Regions from separate parts of the Mus musculus genome. Here regions 1, 2 and 3 are each linked to region 4. A link is a contact called in public promoter capture Hi-C data. All regions are on one chromosome and are shown on one strand. Each heading gives the region's core, a stretch centred on a gene start, on an enhancer-like site or on the middle of the called end of the contact. The rest is flanking DNA. Distances are from core to core; before and after follow the strand shown. Region 1 holds the start of Pkd1l3 (polycystic kidney disease 1 like 3). Region 2 holds the start of Txnl4b (thioredoxin-like 4B). Region 3 holds the start of Cmtr2 (cap methyltransferase 2). Region 4 holds the start of Mphosph6 (M phase phosphoprotein 6).

What was found. Promoter capture Hi-C pulls out the DNA fragments that hold promoters and counts their contacts.
Region 1: a promoter capture Hi-C map of liver shows a contact between it and region 4, with 4 times the contacts expected there. The contact joins the promoter of Pkd1l3 here to the promoter of Mphosph6 in region 4. A contact is called at or near these places in 4 of 39 promoter capture datasets (the HPC-7 cell line, cranial neural crest, liver and 1 more).
Region 2: a contact with region 4 is called in a promoter capture Hi-C map of pre-B cells. The contact joins the promoter of Txnl4b here to the promoter of Mphosph6 in region 4. A contact is called at or near these places in 1 of 39 promoter capture datasets (pre-B cells) and 1 of 484 Hi-C or Micro-C datasets (CD4 T cells).
Region 3: a promoter capture Hi-C map of pre-B cells shows a contact between it and region 4. The contact joins the promoter of Cmtr2 here to the promoter of Mphosph6 in region 4. A contact is called at or near these places in 1 of 39 promoter capture datasets (pre-B cells) and 1 of 484 Hi-C or Micro-C datasets (CD4 T cells).

What each region holds. Positions count from the first base shown.
Region 1 is chr8:109,611,822-109,618,475 of GRCm38.p6, forward strand. It overlaps Pkd1l3 (polycystic kidney disease 1 like 3), which reads left to right and starts at 2,413. Exons shown (of 33, transcript NM_001286454.2): 1 at 2,413-3,002; 2 at 4,518-4,640. The coding sequence starts at 2,696.
Region 2 is chr8:109,561,296-109,568,347 of GRCm38.p6, forward strand. It overlaps Txnl4b (thioredoxin-like 4B), which reads left to right and starts at 4,597. Exons shown (of 4, transcript NM_175646.4): 1 at 4,597-4,768. It overlaps Dhx38 (DEAH (Asp-Glu-Ala-His) box polypeptide 38), which reads right to left and starts at 4,566. Exons shown (of 27, transcript NM_178380.2): 1 at 4,196-4,566; 2 at 1,149-1,488; 3 at 654-841; 4 at 5-112. The coding sequence starts at 1,471.
Region 3 is chr8:110,214,552-110,221,537 of GRCm38.p6, forward strand. It overlaps Cmtr2 (cap methyltransferase 2), which reads left to right and starts at 3,409. Exons shown (of 2, transcript NM_146215.4): 1 at 3,409-3,535; 2 at 6,489-6,986. The coding sequence starts at 6,509.
Region 4 is chr8:117,798,271-117,805,023 of GRCm38.p6, forward strand. It overlaps Mphosph6 (M phase phosphoprotein 6), which reads right to left and starts at 3,704. Exons shown (of 5, transcript NM_026758.4): 1 at 3,582-3,704; 2 at 774-886. The coding sequence starts at 3,632.

The sequences.
Region 1 (6,654 bases), core at 1,163-3,662, 8.2 Mb before region 4:
TGCATGAGTAGGTCTCAACGACCCTGTCACAAAATGAGTTTTCAGGGGTAACTCTGAGATGACAGACATGTTAATTTACATCACTACATATTAGCTAGTGTGTCCTGTAACTATGTTCTTTACACAATGTGTATTATAATGTGTATGTTCTTACATAATGTGTATTATAATATATGTTCTTTACATAATGTGTACTATAACAATACACATTACTGTTCAATTAAAGAGCTTCCTTGTAGAGCCAGAGCCTTTGGTATTTCCAGACATGAATGTATCCTATTTCAGTGGGGTTCATACTCCTAAGTTATCTTACCCACTCCTTCTCCTCCCTCTCCCTGGTTCCCTGAACTTCCCATAGTGTTTCCTCTACTGGTTCCAGGTTGCCTTTAAATTCTAGCCTCTACAGATGGGTGAAACCATGTGATAATTCTTCGTCTGCATCTGACTTATTTTTGCTTAACATGAAAACTTCCAGTTCCATCCATTTTTCTGACAAATGACATGATCACATTCTCTCTGGTCAAATAAACCCATACACACACACACACACACACACACACACACACACACATATATATATATACATATATACACACACACATATATACATATACACACACACACACACACACACACACACATATATATGCCCAGAGAAGAAAATATTCTCATTGAGTCCTGTAATTGATTTAAGTCAAAAGATTTAAACCAGGCAGTGGTGGTTCATGCCTTTAATCCCAGCACTTGGGAGGCAGAGGCAGGCAGATTTCTGAGTTTGAGCCTAGCCTGGTCTACAGTGTGAGTTCCAGGACAGCCAGGGCTACACAGAGAAACCCTGTCTCAAAAAAAAAGTTAAAAGATTTTATTTATTTTTATTTTATGTATACGGGTGTTTCGTCTGTCTGTATGTATGTATACCATGTACATGGCCTGGTACCTTCAAAGCCAGAAGAAGGCTGGATCCAGCATGTGGGTGCTGGGAATTGAACCTGGGTCCTCTGCAAGAACTAGTGCTACTAACCATGGAGCCATCTTTCCAGCCCCCTATGATTGAGTTTTTCAAATAAATACTCTCCTTGTCAGCCCAGTATTCTGGCAAAGGATTGTATCCAGGATGTATAAAGGGACTCCCAAAAAAAGTTATTAGGAGAATAAGTAATGCAGTCAATAAATGGCAAATGATCTGAGCTGACACTTCTCAGACAGCTGGTAAATATGGGGAGGGGAGATGCTACACACCCTGTGTTAGACTGAGTTGCCACAGAAATAAAAAAATAAACTGGCCTTCCCTGGGAACACTTTGTCCTTTTCTCAGCACAATGAAAGGTGATGGTCTCTCCGCAGGAACAAGGACCATGTACATGTGGAGTTGGGGTCTTGGGGGCAGAAGAGCCCAGTCCATCTGCAGGTCATTTCCCCTGTAGTCAGGAAGTGGTAGCTCCCAGCGGGTTTGTGTGGATCTCCTGATTAGGAGCTTCCATAGATGTCATCTGTCAATCAACTTTCCTGCCCAGAGCCTCTCAGCCCAGCTGCTGCTTAGACACCATTAACCCTTCATCCTCAGCCATCAGGAAAATACAACCCGAAGCTATGCTGGGAATCCATTTCACGTCACTCAGAATGGCCCTCATCAAAATCGGGGAAAGTTACCTTTATACACTGTTGGTGGGAGTGTAACCACGTGTAACCTGTAGCAAACAATAGGGAGGTTCCTAAAAAAACAAACTACAAGGATGCTATATGACTCTGCTATATGAAGACTAGGTGTATACCCACAGGGAATGAAGTCAGCACTCAGAAGAGAGCCTGTGTGTCCATATTAATACTCAGTACTGTTAACCATAGCCAAGCTACAGCAGTGGCTCAGGTGCCTGTAAACAGATGACAGATGAATAGATAAAAAAGAGGATATATATATATATATATATATATATATATATATATATGTGTGTGTGTGTGTGTGTGTGTGTGTGTGTGTGTGTATGTATATATGTGTGTGTGTATAGATAGATAGATAGATAGATAGATAGATAGACTTTTAATACCAACACTCAAGAGGCTGAGGCAAGTGGATCTCTCTGAGTTCAAGTCCAGCCTGGTCTACATAGTGAGTTCCAGGACAGCTAGGGATACATAGTGAGACCCTGTCTTGAAAATAACAACAACAAAAGAAAGTTTTCCTTTTCATAAAAAAGTATCCATTTTTCTGGACACATACCTCATTGCTAGGGTGCTTGTATAGAGTGCATAAGGTTCTGTGTTAGAGCCCATGCTTTAAGAACTAAGCTCGCCAAGTCTAGTAACACTGGTTTCGATATCCACCAACCTCTCCCTGCTTGCAGGTAGCTTTGGCGTCATAATGGGTCTTTATTTGCTAAAGATACATCTGGGCGTGTAGACACAGATGGAGACATTGGTGCCCCCGACTGTAAAGCCCCGTTTGCTATTCATTTGCAGCCGGTGAGAAATAGCTTCCCTAAACAAAACAAAACCTTTATCTCCTTGGCAGGTTGTTCCCAACCCACAAAAGAACAATACGGACGATTCTGACAAACTCACTGAGTCCTATTTAAAAGCCCAGGCAGCTGCCAAGCCTCCGTACATCTTCTCTCTTCTCACTCGAGCCTCCGTACATCTCTCTTCTCACTCGAGCCTCCGTACATCTTCTCTCTTCTCACTCGGCACAGAGAGAAAAATGCTCTTGCAGAGGCGGTCCTGGCTCTGGCTGTACATTAGAATCGGTGTCATTCTGGGTGATATTTTGGGACGTAAACCAAGCATCCGGGAGCAACATGGGGGAAACAGCTGCTATCAGCTTAACAGACTTTTCTGTGACTTCCAGGAAGCAGATAACTACTGCCACGCCCAGAGAGGACGCCTAGCCCACACGTGGAACCCCAAGCTTCGGGGTTTCCTAAAAAGCTTCCTGAATGAAGAAACAGTGTGGTGGGTCAGGGGAAACCTGACGCTGCCCGGATCGCATCCAGGGATAAATCAGACAGGTAGGGCTCTCGTGTTGAATGTTGAGGGGAAAAGCTTTCTTGGGCTGTGTTCTAGGGTGGAAGAAAGTCATCTTTGGCCTTTCCACTTTTTTTTTTTTTTTTTCAGATTACATTTTAAGGTATTGTTTTTTCCCTTTTTGAGATTTATTTATTTTACGTATGAGTGCTTTATCTGCACATCTACCTGCTTGCCAGAAGAGGGCATCAGATCGATTACAGATGGTTGTGAGTGTCCATGTGGTTGCTGAGAATTGAACTCGGGACCTCTGAAAGAGCAGCCAGTGCTTTTAACTTCTGAGCCATCTCTCCAGCCCCCTTTCAGCTTTTATAATCAGAAAAAGGGTTAGTTTGACCATCAATCTCTCTCCATACGCTTTCCACTTTTGTGTCTCGGCCAACATTTGTCTCCATAGCAATGGCAATGTACTTTTTCCCCCCCTGAGACAGGGTCTGTCTGTGTAGCCTTGGCTGTCCTGGAATGTGCTCTGTAGATCACGTTCCAGGCCTTGAACTCACAGAGATCCTCCTGCCTGTGCCTCCTGAGTGCTGGGATTAAAGGTGTGCACCATCATTGACCGGTGGCAATGAGCTTTTTGTCAGAGCCTGTCTAAAACTTAATTCCTGAGTCTTCATGTATGGTGTTATTTTGCTTTATTTGATTTGGGGTATCTGGAATTTTTGTTGTTTTGTTTTATATTGTGACAGTTTTGCTTTATAGTGCAAGATGTCCTGAAACTTGGTATTCAGCACAAACTGGTCTCAAACTCTCAATCCCCCCACCACGCACCCCCCCCTTAAGTGTTGAATGTTGAATGAAGAGGAAAGCCTTTTGAATGTTGGCTTTCCAGGTATACAAATAGTTGCTATTATACAAGATTCTAAAGAGAAAAAAACTCTTACAGTGACTTTCTTTGTTATCTTTGCCTCCAGATTTCCTAAAACAGAAGCTAGGAGAGAAATTACCTCTTTATTGTTTTTTTTACAAAATCGAGTACCATAATCTTGCAATTTTAGCAAAAAGAAAAAAAAACAAGAAATTATTATATCATCATGTCTCCCTAATGTCTAGGTAATTAATTCTAAGATCTATGATTAAAATATCTAAATATTGAAGAGTAATCTATAATACTCAGGGAGAAGTCGTAACTTTTCATTTGCTGGAAGCCAGACAAGTTGGGCATATATGTGCTTTAGTGCCACCGTGTGTGGAGGCCGAGTATCAAACTCCGATGTTTCTCCTCACCTTCCACCTTGTTTGGGGCAAGGTCTCTTTTGTTGTCCGCCACAGTGTACCCCAGGTCCCACAGGTCTCTGGGATCCTCCTTCCTTCACCTCCCATCTCACCTAAGAGCACTGGGATTACAGATATGGGAGGCTACCATGCCTGGCCATACATGGGCTCCAGGGATTCGAACTTGGGTCCTCACATCTGCCCAGCAAGTGTTTTGCTCACTGAGCCACCTCCCCTGTCTAACTCTGAAGAGTGGGACTTAACTGAGTCTGGTGCCCCTCCAGGAGGTGATGACGTCTTAAGGAACCAAAAGCCTGGCGAGTGCCCTTCCGTGGTCACACACTCTAATGCTGTCTTCTCAAGATGGAACCTGTGCATAGAGAAGCATCATTTCATTTGCCAGGCTGGTGAGTCACCAAACTACATCAATTTTAGTTTCGAAACTGGTATTACATAAGGTATGCACATGAGAGGATAAATTTTAAATAGTCTGGAATTGACCATTGGACAGATATAAGAATTTCTATCTTTTTAAAAAGATTTATTTATTTTATATATGTGAGTACACTGTAGCTATCTTCAGACACAGCAGCAGAGGGCGTCAGATCTCATTACAGATGGTTGTGAGCCACCATGTGGTTGCTGGGAATTGAACTCAGGACCTCTAGGAGAGCAGACGGTGCTCTTAACCACTCACTGAGCCTGCTTTCCAACCCAAGAATTTCTATTTTTAGTTTTTTTTTTTTTAACTTGTCCTGTTTGCCTGTGGAGATGGGAGTTGGGGGTTGGCACAGGTGCCGCAGGACACATATGGAGGTCAGAGGTCAACTTGTGGGGGTCAGTTCTCTCCTACCAGGTGGATTCTGGGGTTTAAACTCAGGTCATCAGGCTTACTGGCAGGTGCCTTTTGCCTCCGAGTCATCCCTCCAGCCTGCAGTTTCTAGTTTCATAACACTGGCTATCCCAAGAAACTGCCCCTTGGAGTGAGTGATGTCTTCACCCCTCCATGCTAGCTGCTAGATGAACTCTCACGGTCGACCTGGGTGAAGTGCAGGAGAGACTGAGCTGGTAGCTTTCCCTCCCCGAATGCTCACCCCCAGTCTGATCAGCACTGGGCTGTTAGAGACAGAATGAGAAGGAAATGATAATGTGGCGTAGGAAAACGAGAAGACCAGAGGCCATGAGCTCTAAGAAGTGTGCTTCCCTGCATCTGGAAGATTGGAATGGTCAGTGTATGTGTGTGTGTGTGTGTGTGTATGCACGCATGTGTGTTGGCATGACTGTCATTTCTATATATGTGCACATGAATACATGAATTCAGGTTCCCATAGAGGCCAGAGGCACTGGATTCCCACTGGGGCTGGAGTTAGAGGCAGATGTGAGCTCCTGACATGAGGTCTGGGACTCAAACTCAGGTCCTCTGCAAGAAGTGTACACACCCGCTAAGCTAACTCTCCACATACCTGCCATTTTTATTACACCCGGCAGTGGCCTCTGCCTTCACAAAGCATTCAGCCTTGACCTGGTGGATTCTTGAAGTCCTTGCCATATTACAGACAATTTAGACAGACATTTTATCCCACTTTTTTTTTTTTGACAAGAGTCTCACTTTGTGGTTCTAGCTGTCATGGAACTGGCTCTTTAGAACAGGCTGGTCTCAAACTCCAAAAGATCTTCCTGTCTCTGCTCTAGTAGCACTGGGATTAAAGGTGTGTGCCACCTTGTCTAGCCACATCACTGTGCTTTTCAAACCTACTAATGTGTTCTCCTTAACATATGAAGTTGCTGTAGCTAACAAAAACAGAATTCATTGCATCATCACTCTGTCCCAAATAGAAAGACCACTATCTTAGTGTATCATCGCTGTGAAGAGACATCATGACCAAGGCAACTTTTATAAAGGACCATTTAATTGAGGCTGGCTTATAGGGTCAGAGGTTCCGTCCATTATCATTATGGTAAGAAGCATGGCAGCATCCAGGCAGATATGGTGCCGGAGAAACGAAGCACTTTACATCGTGATCCAAAGGCAACCAGGAGATTGGCTTCTGCAAGCAGCCAGGGGAATGCTCTCCCTTCTGCACTGGGCAGAGCTTGAGCCCTAGGAGCCCTCAAGGCCCACCTACACCATGACATACTTCCTTCAACAAGGCCACACCTATTCTAACAAGGCCACAAGTCCTAATAGTGCCACTTCCCATGGGCCAAGCATATTCAAACCACCACAACCATCTTCCTCAAATAGCAGTAGTAAATGCATTTGTCTTGATGTAATAAAGTCCAGCTTCAAGCCTCCATTCTTCACTATTCCCAATGCCTCATGGTGTTCATGTCTACTTTACATTACCAGACTTCAAGTCTACTGTTCTAAAGAGCTCACCAGTGTTAATGAGGCTAAGACAGTAAGGCTGACACCCTCCC
Region 2 (7,052 bases), core at 3,347-5,846, 8.2 Mb before region 4:
ATACCTTTGGGCCGATGTCGAGGACTCTCAGGTTCATTTCTTCTGCTGCTGCGCTCGGAGCCTCCGTCTCGGTCTGATCTGCTGCTGTGCCTACTTCTGTCCCGCTCATCTGCTGTAAGAGTCGCATAGGCTTAACACCATTCACTAACACCACCACACACCCCAGCACTGGGCAGAAAGCGCAGGCCTCCCCACTGACTCGCCCATAATCCATGGGCTGAGACTCACACACTCACACCTCAGTGGACAGTTAGATGCCCAGCATGGAGAGTTCTGTGTATAGCAGATCTGATTCTAAGCGAGGCCAGTGCTGGACCCCGCCTCACTTGTCCCATAACACTGTCCTCTACCCTCATCAGAGCTAGTGTAAATACTGGCTTCTTCAATGGATCACCCATCATTTCCTTTATCACCAATTTTCACAATAAAACAAGATCCACACACTCAAGCAAAGTTGCTGTCCTACAAGAGAGGTATCGTTCCTTAAACTTCTTCCTAATCCTAGTCTCAAAGGGTCAAAACCACCGGGGCACACACTATACAAACCAAGTTGTCCAATTAATGACTATTACTGTAAAAGTCCTTGTGACAGGAAGAGAAAGGCTTGCTGGTTCGATGCTAACGGACCCCAGGAGGGGTGCCAGGCACGTTACCTCTGTCTCTCTTGCGGTCATAGTCTCGATCCCGGGATCTCTCCTTCTTCCGATCCTTTTCTTCTTTAGATGAGGCATAGACCCCGTGCTCCCTCCGATCCCGCTCTCTCTGCCTACTGCGTTCCCAAAACTCTTCACTCACACCCCCGGGGTGGGACGGAGTCTCTACCCGAGCAGATCGGTAATGCCTGAAACAGGGAGAGTGAAGAAAGGGGTCTCCATGGCAGAAAACATTTCCCTCTACCTCCGACCATGCCAACAAGCAGTATGTCCTCTCCACTGCATCTCCCTGGTGCTGAAGGCCTGGACAGGGCTAGAACCCAAGCACTTACGTCCACTTCTTAGCAGCCTTCCCCGCAAATCCTTACCAGCTCCTACCTGCCACCAGTATCATGGAATCACAATAAAACCGTAAAGCTCTTAGGTGTCCGACAGGAGCTGAGGTGAACCTGGGCGAATATTTTCTGACCACCACTTTTTACCCTCTCTCCTTACCTGTCTCTCCGGCTACTTCGGCCAGCCTGGTCCTCGCTCTCCTCCTCGGCATCCTTCTGGTCATCCTTACTCTCCTCCCAGTCTTTGTAAGAAGAGACTCTGGACTTTTTCTTGTCCTCCCCATCATCCTTCTCCTCTCGCTCCCTCCGTTTCAGGGACGCCAGTAAGTCCAGCCCCAGCAGTGAAGGGCGGGGAGCAGGGGCTTTGAAGACATGCTGCTCATTGGCTGCACTTTTGGTCTTGCAAATAAGACCACCAACCTGAGAGTCCAAACTGGTGCCTTCCAAGCGATGGATGGAGGTATCCTCACCAGGGTCCTCCATCACAGGCTCTTATTTCTCTGAAAGGAAGGCAGACCGTTAGAACTGGACATAAGAAAACTCCGGTCTACTGTATCCCAGAATAACGAGTGCATTTAAGTGGCTATCCCTACCTCCCTACACTGAGCCCAGAACATCTTCTGCTAGCTAGTGTGTATATATGTGTGTTGTCATGCAGGTGCACATAAAGCCAGAGGCCAACATCAGGTACTTTTCTCAGTTGCTCCCTTATTTACTTTTGAAGATAGGGTCTTCACTGAACTGGGAACTAATTTGGCCAAGAAGCTCCTTGGGATCTGCCTCTGACTCTTAGCACAGATGTGCCTCTACTCATGACTCTCCATGGGTTCTGGGGATCTAAAATCAGGACCTTACACTTGTAAGAAAGCACCCACCACCGGAGCCACCTCTCCAGCCCCTCCTGCTACTTGTGAGGACTTCCTCACCAAATCACTATCAGTCTCTAAAAGCTGACCAGTTCCCACTCCAACACATCCAAAAGGCACAGAGACACATGGACACGGACCACACCCCAACACATCCAAAAGGCACAGAGACACATGGACATGGACCACACACTAGGATCGAGAAGGTGTCATCTAGACAAGAATCAACCTCACTAAGGGCTTCTTACCAGACTAGAATGATTTTTATAAAGAGAAGTATAGGGGAACTGGACTTAAGTCAGAAACCCTGATTAAAACCCAGGCGATTGAGCTGGGCATGATATGCACCTGTAATCTCAGCACGGGAGGTAGAGGCTCCAGAGGGGGGCAAGTGGGAAGCTAGTCTGGGCTACATAGTTTCACACTAGCTAGGATATTTAGTGAAGGATTCACTCATTTATATTCTTTCTCTCTCCTTCTCTTGCTCTCTCCCTCCCAGTTTGTCCCTCTGCCCATTATCTCACTCTTCTACAGAACACACTTCCTCCCACTTATGGGCCAAAATAATCACCTCTAGGAGTCCCCATTAGCTCCCTGCCTCTGAACACAAGCCAGGCATGCTTGCCTTTTTCATATGAACTGTAGCAGCACATCCCACTTCTCTAGTGAGACAAGAAAGAAAGAAAGAAAGAAAGAAAGAAAGAAAGAAAGAAAGAGAGAGAGAGAGAGAGAGAGAGAGAGAGAGAGAGAGAGAAAGGAAGGAAGGAAGGAAGGAAGGAAGGAAGAAAGGAAGAAAGGAAGGAAGAAATAAACTAAGTAACTAACTCACTCCAGGCTCTTGGCATTTTCTGGTTTTTTTGGGACAGTAAGCAGTTGTCTTGGTTAGTCATTAGTTCTCTATGTGTGAAACCACAATCACTTCTGCTTTCCACAATCCACAGAACCACTGTGAGAATCAATTGTTGGTACACTGATGTGACGGTTGCATACTTGGTATTATGCTCCTGTACCCTGACTTCCCTTCCTGGTTTTTGATATGCATTCTCCCACCCACCCATCCCATTCCCTTTAAGTCACAAGTTCCACAGAGCAGAGAAGTTAGCTAGCACACGATTTCACCATCCATATTCTACACACTTGCTGACTTTTGTTGTGGATCAGTAGTGGTTTGTGGGAAAAGAGAAAAAAAGCATCCCATAGCAGGCAAAAAAAAAAAAAAAAAAAATCTCTTGAATAACAAACTGTGTTCGCCAAAATTACTTCCAAGAAATGTTAGGAAAGAGCATGTCTGGAACGTGTTTCAGAGACTGTAAGACCTCCCAGGTGTTTGGCTGATGTCAAATTCATCTTTATCTAACACCACCCGATTATAAGCTTGGACCTATGTTGGACATGTAGTTAATTATTCTCATTCCGATTAAGTTTATAAAGCATGAGAACTGTGACTTTTGAATCTAGACTTCTTTTGCTGTGTTCTAATTAACATGCACAGCTCTCCCAAGGGGCGCTGCAACACAATGTGGATGAAGAAGCAAAAGTTTCCCGAGGTAGAAGAGAGAAACAAAGTCGCATCTTATATGCATATTAAGAAATCTTGACAGGAAGGCTGAGATACAACGACTTACATCCTAAAGTGTCATTTGCATGCAAGCAGAGACTACTGTCTGTCTTGTTAACAAATGGCAAAGTAAAAACCTGATTAGATATCATTTATTGAAAGCGAACAGGAAGTCAGACATTTCTCTGGACAGGAAATTATTCACAACACAGGACAAGGAAGGACTTAATTAGCGGCTCAAAATAGCAAATAAAGCGGTCCACGGCCAGACTATGGAGAAACATCGGTGACAAAGAAGCCACAATGGACTTCTCAGGTTAGCAACTGCTTACTGCATGCGTCGTTAATCCACTTGCTATTCTCAACAATACCGATAAAGGAAAAACAAGAGCCCTTTCCTCTTAGGGTTAATACTCTACTTATAGATTATCCGCCAGATCTAGTGGAGACTCTTCAGTGAGACAGGAGGAAGGCACCAGAAGCCCTACCCAGGCTCTCCAACTATCGGGTACCAGGTTCGCGTACTGCCCTAAACGAGGGCACAGGGAGGACCCCTGAATCTCCGTGGGGCCGTTCCCAAACACCGGGATGAGACCAGAACATGGACAAAGTCCGGAGAAGGCTGAATGAACTTCTCCGCTCAAGCAAATAGAGAAACTTGGGTAACAAGGACTAGAGGAACTCTGAAATCAGGGCCCAAACAGAAGCCGCGAGCCGACACCGGCCGCCTGGAGCCGCCATGGCTGCCGAAGGACAGATCTGGAAAGAGAAAGAGACGCTCACCTCACCAAGCACGACTCTCGAGGCCTTCGGTTCCTGATCTGGAGACGCCAGCGCGGCCACCGCTCGATCCGAGGGTCTCAAAGAGGCAAATTCCGCTGTTTGAAAGCGGCCATCATCGTCCCATAATGCCCTGCGCGGAGCCTTCTATCCGTCCAAAAAGACCATCGAGAGCAGCCCACAAATCCAGGGTTCCGGGACGCCAGAGTGCAACCCCGCGAACAGGCCTTCCGAGCCTCAGTCTCTTCCTCTGGGTTCAGAGTCTCCTTGCGACCAATCGCGCTTGGCGTAAGAGTCAACACCCCGCCTCTGGCTCGGGGGTGTGCAAGGGAGGACAACACGAGACCGGCCATGTTTACTAAGGGCGGAAATGACGTCACTTCCTGTCGCTGGCGGCCAGTGCAAAGTGGAAAGGAACTAAAATAATCTTGTCGGATTACCGGACTATTGACTGGGGCGCGCGGTGGCACGTTCGTTTTCTGCGTCCGTGTTTCTCACTTCCGTTTGGGAGGATTTTTTTTTTTTTTTTTTTTTTTTTTTCCTGTCGGAGGAAGCGTTTCTAAGGATACAGCCCAGGTTAGTTGGGGTCTTTCCCAGGATGGCAGTGAGGAAAGAGGCAGTTGTGCCCTAGCTAACCGGTGGAGGAGCCCGGGTTGCTGACATGTAGACCGAAGTGTCCTCCATGGCACCTGTGAACCAGGGGGAACCCAACCACCAGGTTCTTATCAAAAACATGCGTTGGGTGTTTTGTAGACGTCAGCCCTGACGTAGATTAAAGTGACATACCGCTGTAATCCCAGCAGTTGTGAGGTTTAGGCATAAAGATTGCCACAAGTTTGAGGCCACTCTGGGGTACTAAGCGAGATCCTTGGAAAATAAGTTCATGTTCAGATATGTCCTTTGGTTATATCTTAGGATGCTTATTTCCATTATCCTATGAAAGCATTACACGTTAAGTTTCTACAAAAAAGAAGAATCAGACTTTACATACTGCTTCCGAATCTTTTCTTAGTAGCTGTATAAGATAGTTCGCAAGACTACTACTATCAGTGCCCTGTTGACAGACATGAACATAGGTCTTTGTGTCTATGTTCATATTCTCAAAAGTAGAGCTGTTGTGTAAAGAGGAGGCCAGTTTTCTTTCCAAAGAGCTTTTGCATCCAAATTCCAACGAAGTAGGCATGCCTCCGCTCTCTCTCCATTCTGAGTGTTACCGTCTCACTTGGTGTTTGTAGACTCAATGCATTTCTTAAATCTGCCTTTTAACTTGCTATCCTTTGTCTACGTGCAAAACTTGGCTTTCCAAATGTGTTTAGTGTTCATAATTTTTATGATTCTCCATTTGCATCCCTCATGCGAACACTGTCTTGGATGTGGTGTCGCTTTCCCCCTCCTTCCAACATCTGGCCTGTAGCACACCGACCCTCTCTGGTGACACGCCACACTCCCCCTTCCTCTTTTTATTACTAGTACGGGATTTGCTTACGTGAATTCTAACGGCGAGACGGGTCCAAATTCTCTTTGTGTTTCTCTTTCATCAGTAATTTGTTCTACACTCACAGTTGATGAAACCCCTCCTGGAAGTCAGCTTCCCTATTTAAAGGGTGACCTACAGGCTGGAGAGATGGCTCAGAGGTTGAGACCACTGACTGCTCTTCCACATGACCAGGGATTCAGCTCCCAGCACCCACGTGGCACCTCACATCTATCTTTAACTCCAGTCCCAGGGAATTTGACATATAGGCAGGAAGACATGCACATAAAACTATTAAAATAAACTGTGGCTTATAGGTGGAACAATTTCATTTCTTGTGTAAATTTTATTCATATCTTATGTGTGCATTGTTGTGTATGTGCATGAGTATATACTCATGTATATACACCTGTCAGTGCATGTTTGTACACCAAAGGCAACCTTAGGTGTTTGGGTTTGGGTTTGTTTTGTTTTGTATTGTTGACAACAAGGTCTCAGGCTGCCCTGCAACTTGGTGAACTGGCTAGGCTGACTGGCCACCAAATCCCAAGGATCTGGCTGAGTGCACTGAGTTCGTGAGCTACTCTCGCAGGCCAGGCTTCTTTTTAGATGGCTTCCGGGGATCGAACTGGGTCCTCACCCTTCCCAGGCAAGCACTTTACTAACTGAGCTATCCTCCCAGCCCTAATCCAGACCACGAAATATAATTTTTGATGAAGGGGAGAAAGGCAAATCACATTTCATAGCATTAACAAGCCTTGAAATTAAATGCAGAGTAACTAATATCCCAGTTGCATCTTCTGTGGGTACTGTCAATAGTGACTTGTCAGTCATGGGATTTTTCAATTAGGAAATGACTTGCCAAAAATTAGGAGCTAGACTAGCAATTTTGTAGCATGAGTTCTAGCCTTTGTCTCACAGCTAGAAGAGTAACAGAATGAACTAGTCTATAGAGTGAGAAGCCCAGCACCAAAGGAAGACAGAGAGAAGGTCAGATGAGGCCCCTCTACCTCAGTCTCCTCTGAGTCATTTATTTAATTATGACTTTCACACACTCTTAGTTGGTCTGTTTGCCATGTGATTAAGTGTATCTAGGAAGTCCCCTTAAGTCAGGACTCGAGAATATACAAACATTCGTCAATGAAGGACCCATGAAGTATGGTCCACAAATGAAGTAGTATGGAATCTCAAAGTCTTTTGTGTAGGGATATGGGAAGTTCAGTAAACGTTATATTAAAACAATGCAAAGCGCAGAAAGGGTGAATCATGTCCCCACCTCTGCCACCCCACCTTCCAGCCACTCTCCCTCCTACTCCAGACTGCTGAGGTCAAGTTTGTCTGCTTCAGCACTTGCCATAAGCTGTGGTTCTTTCTGCAGTCTGGCAG
Region 3 (6,986 bases), core at 2,159-4,658, 7.6 Mb before region 4:
TTTTCATTTTTTATTTTTATCTTTTTTCTATGCTGGAGAATGAACCACAAAGTTATTTTAATTAAAAGACGTATCTTAGGCTAGCACATTATTAATGACAATATCAAACTCTTGTTTTAAGGTTAATTTAAAATTATTTTAATGAAATTTATAACCTACAAAATACATCTCAACTTTTCTTTACTTGGTAAGTAATTCAACACCATTTAGTCAGAACAAGCATGAATTGCTGTGAATTTTTTTTTTTCTTTTTGGTTTTTCGAGACAGGGTTTCTTTGTATAGCCCTGGCTGTCCTGGAACTCACTTTGTAGACCAGGCTGGCCCCGAACTCAGAAATCCTTCTGCCTCTGCCTCCCGAGTGCTGGGATTAAAGGCGTGTGCCACCATACCTGGCTGAAATATTTTTTAAGAAGACAGTTCATACTGAGTTTTAGTCCTAATATATGTTAAAATGTAGAGTGAAGTTTAACTATATGATATGGTAATAAAATAGACAAAAATTGCTCTTATGATCGATGTGTGCAATTTTTATATTTATGCTTAAAATTAACTTTTTTGTAATATTTGTTTCTAAACAGTATGCAAACAGCTTCAAGATCCTATTTGCACTGAATATTACATTGTAGACATTCTACCCAACGTTACAGGAGCCAAGTTGGTTATTAGTTTTACTCTAATTTCCTTTTGTGTGTTACTTTTCTTTTTAAAAAAAAAAATTAATTATTTATTTACTTTACATCTGGATTGAAGCTTCCCCTCCCTTCTCTCCTCTCAGTCCCTCCTTCTCCCCTCCCTCCATCCACCCCTTCTCCCTCTCTCCTCCGAAAAGAGGAGGCCTCCCATGGATAGCAATCAGCCTTGGTATAGCAAACTGCAGTAGGACTAGGCGTGTCTCTTCTATTGAGGCTAGACAAGGCAGTCCAGTTAGGGGCAAGGGCTCCAGAGGCAGGCAGTGCAGTCAAAGGCAGATGCTGCAGTAAGTCAGAGGCAGGCAGTGTAGTGAGAGGCAGGCGTCATGTATCCGCTTCACACATCTGGATCACTTTGTCTTTCCTAAAACCTTTTCAACAGCCCACTCTCTTGCTTTTCTAACACGCATGCCATTCATCTTCCTTTAACAACTATTGCCGCTGCCGATACACCTTTCTGAGTCTGAATGGGAATGATGGAGATGGCTTGGCACAGCTGGCAGCAATTTGGATTCAGGCAGACTCAAGTTCACACCCTGACTCTGCTGCCTGGTGATGACATAACTTTCAGCGAATTGTCAGATTGTTCTCAGCCTGCATTCTGTTCCTAAAACGGAAACGGTAAGTGTATTTATGTCATGTAATTAAGAGAACTAACAGTGCAAAAGCCCCACAGTTCTTCAGCAAAGGTTTTATGGTCACCGTTTGTGTAGTGACCATTTTACCCAGGGAAGACTCCCTACATCCTTTGCTGTTTGGAGTGTTCATGACAGTATTTATAAACACGGTAATTTCATCTAACAGATTACAAATTCCTCACATACTCCTGGGTTCCACAAAAGAACAGCATTCATATATTGACATTTTAAACTAATATTTATTATCAGGAAGGTGGCACCTTGTAGGTCACCCATGCTCTAGTGGATGGTCCTATGCACATACTATCTGCTCTAATTGGAATCAGTGAGCTACAAAAAAAAGAAAGTAAAGAACATTGTATGAAATGGGGAGGGGGGAGTTGGAAGAGGAGGAGGGTGATCAAAACATATTGTACATATGTATGAAAGTCTCAAAGAATCCCATTTAGAAAGCAACAGAGTCTCTCCAACGGCTAAAATGAAAAGACAATGCCAAAAAGTTGCATTATGGGTAGGACTACAAAACGGTGGAACACTTCAGAAATCTGGGGAAGTCTTAAGAAGTTACACACACTCAGAACTCTGGGGAAGATTTAAGAAGTTACACACACAGCAGCTGCGATTATTCTCTCCTCTTGGTCGCTATGCCTGCTGGATGACTCAGTTCCTCCACATCTAAGTCACACAAGAATAATGAAAACATATGCTTACAACAACATATTAGAAAGTCCCCAAACAGGTCCATTCGTAATATCACCAGTCTAGAAACTAAACAGTCAGCCTTCAGTAGAAGAACTGATTAAAGTCAACCCACAGAATGACAAACCCCTTGCAATATAAATTTTAAAGACACAAGACAATACAGATGAAAACATTTTAAATAATAAATTGAACAGGGAGAGGCTGAGAAGAGTCAAAGTGTAATGATTGAATTATGTGAAATTCTAGACCAGATCATCTAAATTAGGGTGATGGGAAATACAGTGATAGCTGCTTCTTGAGGGTGGAAGACTAGGAAGGAACTTAAGGGAGCTTTTCTAAAATATTCAGTAGGTATTTGCCTGCTCCACAAGAGGAATTCATGCCTTGTATTAGTTATGGCCCAAACCCATAACTAACAAATCGTGGGCTCTAAGGGAGAGTCCACTGATTTTTTTTTTTTTCTCTAAATGGTCAAGTTGCCAAACTGCCTTCTGAATACGGTGCTCTTCCCTCATCTCTGTCAAAGTTCTGAGAAGTGACTGACAGCTCAGCCATAGACAGGCCATCTACATAACACCTGCTCAGGGAAGGGGAGTGCAGAAGAGTGGGTGAAAAGAGTGGGAGAGCGAGAGGATGAGGGAAGTGCTGTGAAGCGCTTTCCTCTAAAAAGGATGGCTGTTACACTTATAAACGCACAGCAGCTGTGGCTACCCCACAGCTGGGGAGGTGGAGACAGGTGGATACCAGTGACTAGCTGGACAGTCTAACCTAACTAGAGAGTCCCAGGCCTGAGAGTCCATCCTCTGGTATCCCTGGCTGACATGGAACTCTCTATGTAGACCAGAGTGACTTAGAACTCAGAGATCTGTTTCCCTCTGGCTCATGAGAGCTGGGATCAAAGGCTTGTGGCACTACACCGGGTGGTTTTCTTTTTCCTTGGTTTATTAATATGTAAACACACCAAGTGATGATACTTCCGTTTCTTTAATTTGGTTTTGCACTCAAGTTATCCATTGAGCTTCAATTTTAATGCAGTCTCTCCTAGGAACTAGCATCTATCTATCCAGGGTAAACCTTCGGGTACCAAAGCCCAGTTCCGTTGCCATGGCGACCCGCTGAGACGGACAAGTTTCTCCGCACCAGAGCTCAGCTCCAGGAGTTGCCACCCTCCCGAGTGACGTCGATGCGCGTGACGATAGGCCTCCCGGAAGGCGCCTGTGCAGTGTGGCTGTCAGAGCCTCGCAGCCGGTGGGGGCGTGGTCTGGAGGAGGATCTGGCTCCAGTTGCGCGTGCGCAGGTCCGGGCGGTCTTCCAGGCGCTCCCTCCTCTTTGTCCGCGACCCGGTTGCCAAGTACGCAGAGGAGACGCCACCCCCGGAAGCTGTTCCCGGGAGCGGAAGTGGCAGGTGGCTCGTTAGAGTGAGGACCGCGTGTGCGGTGCTACTCTGCTCCTGCTCGAGGGGCTCTGGTGGGCGTGGGCTGAAGGAATGCGGACCCGGCTTCTCGGTGAGTGACAGTTCCCGGACGGTTCGCTGCGGGCAAGGGGCGGGGCTGCTCAAATGAGTGTTTGAGAGGTGGCTGTCCCAGGACCCAGTGTGAGCACTGCACATGCCCCAGTGTTTTTATTTCCTAGGAAAAGTTGGCGGGACCATTGCTAACACTCCCTATGCTCACTTAGACCTGACAGCTGTTGAGAACTTAAAGGCTTTGGTGTTGGACTTACAAATTTTATAATCATTTCCTTGTGGCTTTGGACAGGAAGCTTCCTGTCTTCCACTTGGAGCCTGCAAAATAATACAGTTGATACTCATCAGCCTCACATGCACTTTGGAAACGGCATGCATTTAGTTGAAAAAAAATTTTATGCATTTAATTGAAATTTTTTTTGTTTTTAAGTCGTACATTGAAATGCTAGGGTGAAATTGAAATGCATTATTCTGTTCAGAGCTTTGTCTTTTGGGCTAAGTGTAATATTCGTCCATTTATCCAGTTAATGTTAGTGTACTTAAGTGCCCACCAGCCACTGTTGGAACCTTTTGGGGTGGCATGTAAGTGAGCAAAATAAAAGATAACTGTCCTGCAGAAGTGCGGAGCTTACATTCTGGTTTGAGGAAGTTGAGAACGACAAGTCACAAACAGAACACAGGGGAAAAGAAATAAGTGATAAACATGAATGCCGTGGGAGAAAGTGAGGTAAGGGCCATGGGGAGCCCGAGATGCAATTTCAAAATAAGTGTGTTAGGATAGGCTTCACAGAGTAAAGTGCCTTCCAGCAAATACCAGGAGGAGCTGAGGGGATTAGCTAGATAGATACTTGGGGGAGTAAAGCCCAGGTAGAGCTTGCCTCTTAGTATTGAGCAAAGTGTTCCAACGTGGTGTGGCCTGGGTCTTCAGTGAACAGCAGGCTTGTGTGGCTGGAGTGGAATGGATAAGGGGGCGGTAATATTAAGAATGAGTTGGCAGCAAGGCTCAAGTACAGTCAGGAACCTTGGAGCGTTTGAATCCTTTTAGTTGTTTGCAAGTGAAGGCAATTATCCACTTAATTTCGGTAAGATTTCACAGCTTAACCACAGCCACTAATTAGTATGTGAAGTTAATGACTAAAAGTAGACTTTTTTTTTCCCCCCAAAATAGAATGTATTGGAGGTCTAAATGTAGCTGCGGTTCCCAGTAAGCACAGCGTGGATCAAGACAGATGAGCTCATTGTAGTAAATTTTCTGTTTGCTCTTACGTAGAGTTTTTGTGCGTGCAGAAATGCCCTGCTTTTGCCTCCCCCTAAGAGCTTTTCTAAATACAGTTTCTAACTGTTAAATGATGTTGCTGTTTGTGACAGTAAATCTCTACTCACGTGGGACTCGTAAGTAGTTGTGACAAACAAGATGATTAAAAAAGGTACCCACTGCTTTAAGGAGCTTACCAACCTGTACACCAGATGAACACAGGATAAAATACAGGATGAAAAGGGATGGGAAGGTTTGCTAAGAGGACAGGACTCAGGAAGCACCAATGTCATGATGTCATTATGGTCATAGCTAACCTTTATTTCTCAGTTTAGATTTCCTTTGAGTTCATCTTGCTCAGCGTACAAAGGAGCGCGCCTGACTCACGATTTTCACCTTGAATGTCTGCTTTCTGTAGGATGGGGATTTAGTTGTCAGTTTTTCTATGTCTGACGTTTTATGTCTAACCATTTATTGGATGAATTGACTATGACATGATTGCAGAGCATGAACTGAAAACTTAAGCACTCCTCACCATCGGGTGACATATGACACTCAGCGTTCCACATGGTGGAATTTAGAGCTCTCCAGCAGTGCCATCTTTCTTTACCTTAGCCTCTGTTCTGCCAAGATAGATGTTTCTAGTTTCCTAGGCAGTTAAGGGTTTTGTTGTTGATGCTGTTGTTAGGGGTTTTGTTTTGTCTACATTTATTTATTAGCTCTACTTCACTCTAACAAAACCCCTACAATAAGCAATGTAGGAAGAGAAGGGCTTATTCTGGCTCATGGTTTCAGAAGTTTCAATTGGTGGTCAGTTAGCTCATTGCCGTTGGCCCTATGGTGAGGCAGTACATGATGGAGAGTGCACAAAGAAAAAGGACTTTTCACCTGGTGGCAGCCAGGAAAGGACATGGAGGACAGGGGTCCTAATAGCTACTCAGTAACCTAACTTCCTTCCATTAGGCTCCACCTCTTAAAGGGTCCCCCTGCTCCAAGTAGCATCATGAACTGGGAACCGAACTTTTCTCTAGAGGGTTTTGGGGCAGTATTTCAGATCCAAACTCTAGCTATGAATAGTAGGTGATGGCTTACATGGATGATTGATACCACCAAGGTACCTGTCTCAGTGAAATGTCATCAAAGTGTATAAAGCAAGCCTTGTAAGTTGGCTAAGTTGCTGGCAACAGAGAGGCTTGGCCAGACCAGTCTCAGATGATCAGACACCCTCCAGCCGGGAAGGTGGGTTACAAAGGGAATTAATTATAAGTGCCAAAAGGAGTTTGATTTGCAGTCACGTTTGAGGATGAAGTGGAAGGATGTTCATGTGTTTACGGTACATGGGTTGTGTCTAATCTGAGAACAGAGAGCTTTGGGGAGGAGCCAGGTGAGTTGCTATGGCAAAAGCTGCCACTCCCTGCTAAATACTGTTAGGTGCCACCTCTTTAAAAAAATCATTTGAAAGACCAGTATTTGAAAATAAGAAAAACATTGAGCCCCAGAATAAAACATATTTTCCAGGACATTGATTAAACTGTAAGGAGCAGAGCTGGAATTTATGCTGAGGACTGATGGCTGTCTAGGCCTCTCCCCTTTATTCCGTGTTGCTTTGCTTTGTAACAGTGTGCTGACATCGGCCTTCACATTGTACTGGGTTTGTTGAAGTGTGATCAGATTTTCTGCAATGCTGTTTCACTCACTATAAAGGTGACCCTTGTAACCTTCCGTTTTGTCTTCTCAGATTTTTAACTCAGTTTGACAATGAGCAAGCGCAGAAAGCTTCCGGCTCGGCAGCCAGCTTGCTTGGAGACCTTCAGCCCAGACGTCCTCAATGACGTGTCTGAGCTCTTTGCCAAGAGCTTTTCCTACCGTAAGCCACTCGATAATGAGTGGCAGTTACCAGCTCCCACGGAGAGCTTCTCCTGTGGGCACCTCGAGTTCAGGGCTCTTCTAGACTTGAAGAACTCCCTGAACGAAGTGAAGAACCTCCTGAGCGATAAGAAGCTGGACGAGTGGCACAGGCACACGGCCTTCACCAACAAGGCAGGCAAAATCATCTCTCATGTCAAAAAGGCCGTGAACGCGGAACTCTGCACTCAGGCCTGGTGCAAATTCCAGGAGATCCTGTGCAGTTTCCCCCTCATTCCGCAGGAAGCTTTTCAGAGTGGAAGACTGAATTCTCTGCACCTGTGTGAAGCTCCGGGCGCCTTCATCGCTAGCCTCAACCATTACTTAAAAT
Region 4 (6,753 bases), core at 2,454-4,953:
GAGTTGGGGAGATACAGAGGTCTCAGGAGGAGAAGCCAACATGGAGGCAGAGGGACTGTCAGGAGGAGAAGCCAAAATGGAGGCAGAGGGACTGGAAGAAGATCCTGATCCCGTGTGGTTTTAAACAGCCACAGGTAGCTAAGATTTTCACAAGGTTAGAATAACTGGGGTAAAGGCTTTATCATTATCAGTTGGCTCTGAAAGTATTGTAATTGGCTTCTTGTAAATTGTGATTTCTATTGTTATATAAATCTGATTAGGTAATTAAGCTTTAAGAGTCATGATTTGCTGGGTGGTAGTGGCGCACGCCTTTAATCCCAGCACTTGGGAGGCAGAAGCAGGCGGATTACTGAGTTCGAGGCCAGCCTGGTCTACAAAGTGAGTGCCAGGACACTCACAGAGTGTCCCTGTGTACACAGAGAAACCCTGTCTTGAAAAAAACCAAAAAACCCCAAAACAACAACAACAACAACAACAAAGTCTTGATTCTACCTGGTAATTAGGTGGGGTGTGCGGAGCATTGAGTGGAAGTGAGAAGAACTGGGCTGGGGGAGGGGAGGTGTATTCTAGAGATGGCCCGGCTGGAGCCCTGTGGCCTCAAGGGGCCAGAGAGACATGAGCTCACGTGGCGCAGGGGCCAACTCCAGAGAGTTGGAGGCTGCAGGAGCGTGGCCTGGCCCCCGCTGAGAGTTTGTCTTAATATTTCCCGCAACACTCCTCATCTGTATTAGCCTCCCCCACCTTCCCCTCCCCCATGAACCCCAGTCACCTACTCCTTCTCCTTCAACTCCGGCAAATCCAGGTACCAGTGCTCGTCGCTGATCATCTTCCGCTCCTCCTCTTCTAGCTGTTTCTTGGTTTCCGAGTCCAGGCCTCTTTGCATGAACTGTTAAGACAGGAGCAAGCCCGTGTCAGTGCCCTGGCTCATGGGTGGCCAGCCATAGGTACCAGGGCACCCGGCAGACAAACGACTCCCTGAGTACCAGTGACCCTTGGATTAGTGACCCTGTGGTTCAAAGTACAGGTGCCTCACACGGCCCCTTACATTCTTGGTGGCAAAACCTGACTAACTGCCTCCTATCTTCAATTTCGCCTTAGCGGATACATGAAGGCACACAGTCAGTCAGTCACCCACATCTACACTGGACAGAGGATAAGAACATGGCTGTGAACCAAGCATGTCTAGGGTTCGGAAGACCTCAGAACACACTCTAAAACTAGCAATTTCACCTCCCTCAAAACTGAGGGTTCAGAGCAGACTCTGGGAAACTATAGCTCTCCAGCTCCATCAGTAACTGTCTAGGGTTTTTTGTTTGTTTGCTTGTTTATTTCTTAAGGTTTCCCAGATAGGATTTCACTGTGTAGCCCTGTCTGTCCTGGAACTCAGGATGTAGACCAGGTTGGCCTTGAACGCAAGAGATCCACCTGCCTCACAGGCCTCTTCAGTGCTGGGATTAATGAAGCATTGCTGTATGATGTTTTCTATAAACTTGGGTTTTTCCTCTGGGCCCCAAGCTCCCATAAATAACAACTCTGAGACTCAAATATATTTACAAATACCTAGGCCAGATAGCATCCCAGCTCAGCTTGCACTCAAAGCTCATGGGGGAATGCTCACTCCCCGGCCCTCGACACAGCACCCGTTTATGCCTTCCTTCCTTTTCTTGGAAACACGTTCTCTAAGAGAGTTTTCATTTCACCATAAGCACTGACAGACCACAACTTCACATGGTGAGGCTTAATGAATCAAATCACCTTTAAGATGGTGGGGATCTGCTACCACCCATTAGAAACACTACTAGGAATGCTGTTTCCTGGGCTAGCCATATGTAAGAGGAGACTCTATTAGGCTGCTGGGGCACAGTGGGCCACAGCTCCCAGACAGCTACACCATCCTGGGGTAAGCTACTGAAACTCTATAGTGTACTGTGTAGCTAAACTATACCGCTTGGTAGGTAGGACAGCTCTGTTAAACACATGTTTATAATACTGTTGAGTCAGGCGTTGTAATCAAGCTCCCCGTGTGTTAGAGACAGGTGCTACAGGCTAATCATTACAAGCAGAAGCTCTGGGGCCAGATGACCAGTCTTTTCAGCTGTTACTTCTGTCTCAGATACCTCAGGTGTCAGAGATGACAACTGTAACTCCTTCAAATGTTACTATGTGAATTAAGTGGTTCAGTATATACACGGAGAACAATGCCGGAATATTGGGAGGACCGTGAATACGTTCTATTAGTATTATTTAAGCTTCAAGAGTTAGCTTTTCCCTGTCTTAACTCCTGTGTTCATCCGCTTTTAACCCCTTTTAAATTGTGGTTAAGCTGCTTCTGTTTTAATGATGTCTGAGACAGGGTCTCATATCCAGCTCAGGCTGGCCACAAATTAAGCTCCTGCCTCCACCTCCCAAGTGCTGGGATTACAAATGTGTGCCATCAAAGCCACTTCAGCTGGCTCAACTTCAAATTTAAAAATCATGGGCTGGGGAAGTTGGCTCAGTGGCTAAGAGCACCCTTGACTCTTGCCTAAGTCCTGGTACTCATACCTGCTGACTTAAAACTCCAGTTTCAGGGGCTCCAACACTCTCTTCTGGCCTTCGCAGGCACCTGAACACACATGGTATATATACAGCTATGCATGCACACACACAAAGGGAAACTCATTTTGTTTAAAAGTTAGTGGAGAACTCATTTCACCCCACTAACATTTTCTCCATTCCCACCACGAAGACAACCTTCACCCAGAACACAGGAACTTTTTTAGCTCATCCTTTTGGCTGTGAGCTTTCACGTTGTTGGGCTGGGCCTTTCTGATTAACCATCATCCACAGTTCAGTTAAAGTGGCCTTAAAAAAACAATAACTAGCCAGGCGTGGTGGCGCACGCCTTTAATCCCAGCACTTGGGAGAGGCAGAGGCAGGCAAATTTCTGAGTTCGAGGCCAGCCTGGTCTACAGAGTGAGTTCCAGGACAGCCAGGGCTACACAGAGAAACCCTGTCTCGACCCCCCCCCCCCCCAACAAACAAACAAACAAACAAAAAGCAATTAACTCAGAAAACAGTTTCCTCCTGCTCATGAGGCAACAGGAACAAAACTTCAGCCTGGCTTACAATTCCTTGGATGTGTGACCACTAAGATTTCCAGCCTCATTTTATGCTCCTTGTCTTTCAGACGTCCGAGCTACCTTTAGTTCTTTGCAACGTCCCTGATTTTCTCCTTCTTAGCTTCTGGACTCACTTTCCCTCAGTTTAGGACACTACCTGCCATCCCTCACGTTGTTCCTCCTTAGGGACCACTTCTCGCGAGAAGTCTAACTTCCCAGGCGGCCCAGACACTAAAGCCACCACAGCACTCAACTCTGCAGGCTCTGATGAACGTTGTGCAGGCTCCCTCCCCACATCAGGCTAAGCAAAATCTCACCCCTGGTGCCCAAAGGCCCGCAGGCTGAGCGAATGAATGGGGTGCGCTGGCCGCGGCCATCCCGAGCCAGTCTGCCCATCGCTTCGGCCCGAGTCCCACTACGGAACATCTCGGAGCTCAGCAGCCTCCCCGCCCGACAACCCAGCATTCCCGACCTCAGCACCTTCATGCGCAGCAGGTTCTTGGATAACTTAGTCTTGCGCTCCGACGCCATGTTGGACGCACTTGCAGAGGCTTTCCCGCCGCACTGCGCTTGCGCACGGTCAAGAGCGGAGCTAGATAAGACGACGCTCTAGACCCGCCCGGGCCACGTCGCTTACAGGCGTGGCAGAGCTTTAGCTCCGCCCCCGCGCCGTTGCCACGCCCCCGATTAGGCACACCCATCGCGCTGCCCCGCCCTAGTGCTCGGAGCTGCTTCTGGCTTCTCCAGCTCCCGGAGCGCGTCTCTCCGCAAAGAGCTGTGGTAAGAGCTCGGGCCACCGCGGGGCGACTGCGATTCAGGGTCCCAGGGCTAAACTCAGGAAAGGCGGATTAAGGGGAGGACGCTGGAGCTGTAGGCGGGGCCTCCACGACACCCGAGGACTCCCTAACGACCCGGTCTGGAAGTTCCTTGCTGAGGTCCTAGCTGAGGCCGCTGAGGTTGCTGCCAGAGTTTAAAAGTTTTAAAAATACGAATGGTGGCTTTCTATGAAGCGTGTTTTCTAGAACTCTCAGTAGCCCTGAGCCGCTGGTGTCGCTATGCTCTGTCCCAGAGTGAAGGAGGTGGTCACAAACCCAGGCTGCGTGATAGCTGTAGGGCTGCACACAAACCGTGGAAGACTGATGAATATGCATACACCTGTTCGCTGTGCATCTTGGAGCCTGAAGGATTTCCTTCTGGAATGGGAAGAATGGCAGGAACTAGCAAGAGCTGTACGCAAGGCGACAACTTGTGAAGGGGCCAGGGGTGGTTTAATGGGTGAAAACACTTGCTGCCAAGCCCGAGGAGGACATGAGTTTGATCCCCGGGACCCCCGTGATGGAAGGGCAGAATGGACTTCCACAAGTTGTGGTGCCGTACCTCGTAAGTATACGGAAGGACACATCACTGGCATGTAATAAGCAACCCGCTGGAGAAGTGGTAAAGTCGAGATTCATAAAGCATTCCGGATATTAAACGCCCTGCAGGTTTTCTCAGTGGAGTAAATAAAGACATAATGTGTTAAGTGGTTACAGAAACACATTTACTCATAACTGTCAGTGAGACATGGGTGAGCACCAAGGGGCTAAAGACACATTCCCACCCTTTCCTGGAGCTACATTAGAAAGCAGTAAATACCGTGGAAGGAAGAAAATGGCTGCAGCCAGTGACTTTTAGGGTCACTTTAAATTTAATCCAGGGTGGCCCTCTTCAGATCAAAGTGGGAAGGCTTGAAAGTCAAGAAAATATCGTTATATGAAGCCTTGGTGGTAGAATGTACCAAAAATAAAAAATAAAATAAATAAAAATCCTGCTATCTTGTTACCGGACTAACCATATATGGCAGACTTATGTCTCCTTCCATTCAAATACTGAAGTCCTGACCCCCATTATTTCAAAATGTGACTGTGTTTGGAGACAGGGCTTTTCAAGAGACAACCTTTAGGACGAACCCACATCCAGTGTGGCTGGTAGCCTTTCTTCCCCTGTGCTGTAGACGAAACCTACAGCCACACACTAAGCTTACCACTTAGCTAAATCTTCAGCCTCCTGTCATAAGATGAAAACTTCTGAGTGCACCAGAGGTGTGTGTGCTAAAAGAAAGACCATTTACACGCCAAGGAAAGAAGCCCCAGAGAAGCCAAAACTACTACTACCTTGGTCATGACTATAAGAAATACATGTAGCCGACACCCAACACCCCCTCCCACCCCACCCCTGTAGTATTTCATTATGGTGACCATAGAAAAATGAAGTATCATGTAACTATAAGTTACAGTTGTGACAAGAGCTTGCTGACCAAAGATGGCATAGCAAGAGTCCCTGAGCCTCTCTGGCCTGGCAAAGGCAGTGTATCCCAAATGGTATGACATTTAATTGTTTCAATAATCCCTTGTTTTCTTAGCTCCCACCCCTTGTTACCCCTCTGGCTTATGGTGTTGTGTTTTATTTTGATATTCCACCCCACCCTAAATTTTCACTCTAGACACTCCAGTGATGCCCCTCCTATAAAAAGAAAAAGGAGGATTTGTGGGATGTGAAGCTATGCTAAAAGGTTTGGTAAGGTAGAGCAGGTTGAGACCCGGAGACTTGGTGGGCACACACCTGAGACTTAGTCGACTTCCACTCCTGGCCTTGTTTTACATCCTACAAGTTAGCCAAGGACTAGTTAGTCCTCCCAGTCATTCCCAGGGCTGTGTGCTGTAGCTGCAGGTCACCCACTCCCCATTTTGCAAATCTGAAACTCTACCAAGCAAACAGTACACAATCATACCTGCTAATCCACTTCCTAGAATTCTGACCTTGGCTACTGTGTAGGATTTTGAAAGAAGTGCCTGAGGACAGAGGAGAAGAAAAGGTGACTTAATCTCCAGGAAGCTCGAGGGTGTCTGAGTTAACTCTTGAAGGATGAGTCCTTTTGGGTTAAGAAGAGGAAAACATCGTCCTTTGTGGATGTAATAGCATGTGTACAACCATCAACGGCTGGCCAAGCTCCATAACTTCATTCAGACCTCCATTATTTCTAGTCTACTTGAGCACTGGGTTTTGATTTGTTTCCCCGAAACAGGGATGCTATTGTCTCAATTCTTCAGCACTCGTTTGAGAGATAAAGACCAAAGTTTTCAAGCAGTCAACTAAAAACATTCTGTATTTTTATTTGGTGTTGCAAATACTTAAAACGAATACCCAAAAGTCCTACCTCTCCAAATGTAATACATGAGTAGTAATTTAAGACTAATAGTGTAATTGTGGCTTTGAATTGCTCCCCACAGGGAAGATAACTCCTTAATCTTTTGATGGTACTAGATTATAGAACACAGGATAGATGCTCTACTCAATAACATGTTGTGATTAAATACAATAAAGAAATCACTGTTTTGTGGTCAGAAATATCCTAAGTAGGTCTTCACATGGTTCCGAGTCATGTCATGATGAAGTTGGTTGGGATTGTAAAGGCCAACTACTGGATCCATCAAGAAGAGGACTCCTCTCTCCATATTGAGTCCTCCCACCCTTTCTCTCCATGTCTGCAGTACTGACTTCAGAGCTGCTGTGGCAGCACACACCTTCCCCGTGCGGGAGCTGGGGGAGAAGAGTCTGGGGCCTGCAGAGGATGCTCTCATGCAGAGATTGAGGCAGATGGTATATTAAGTCC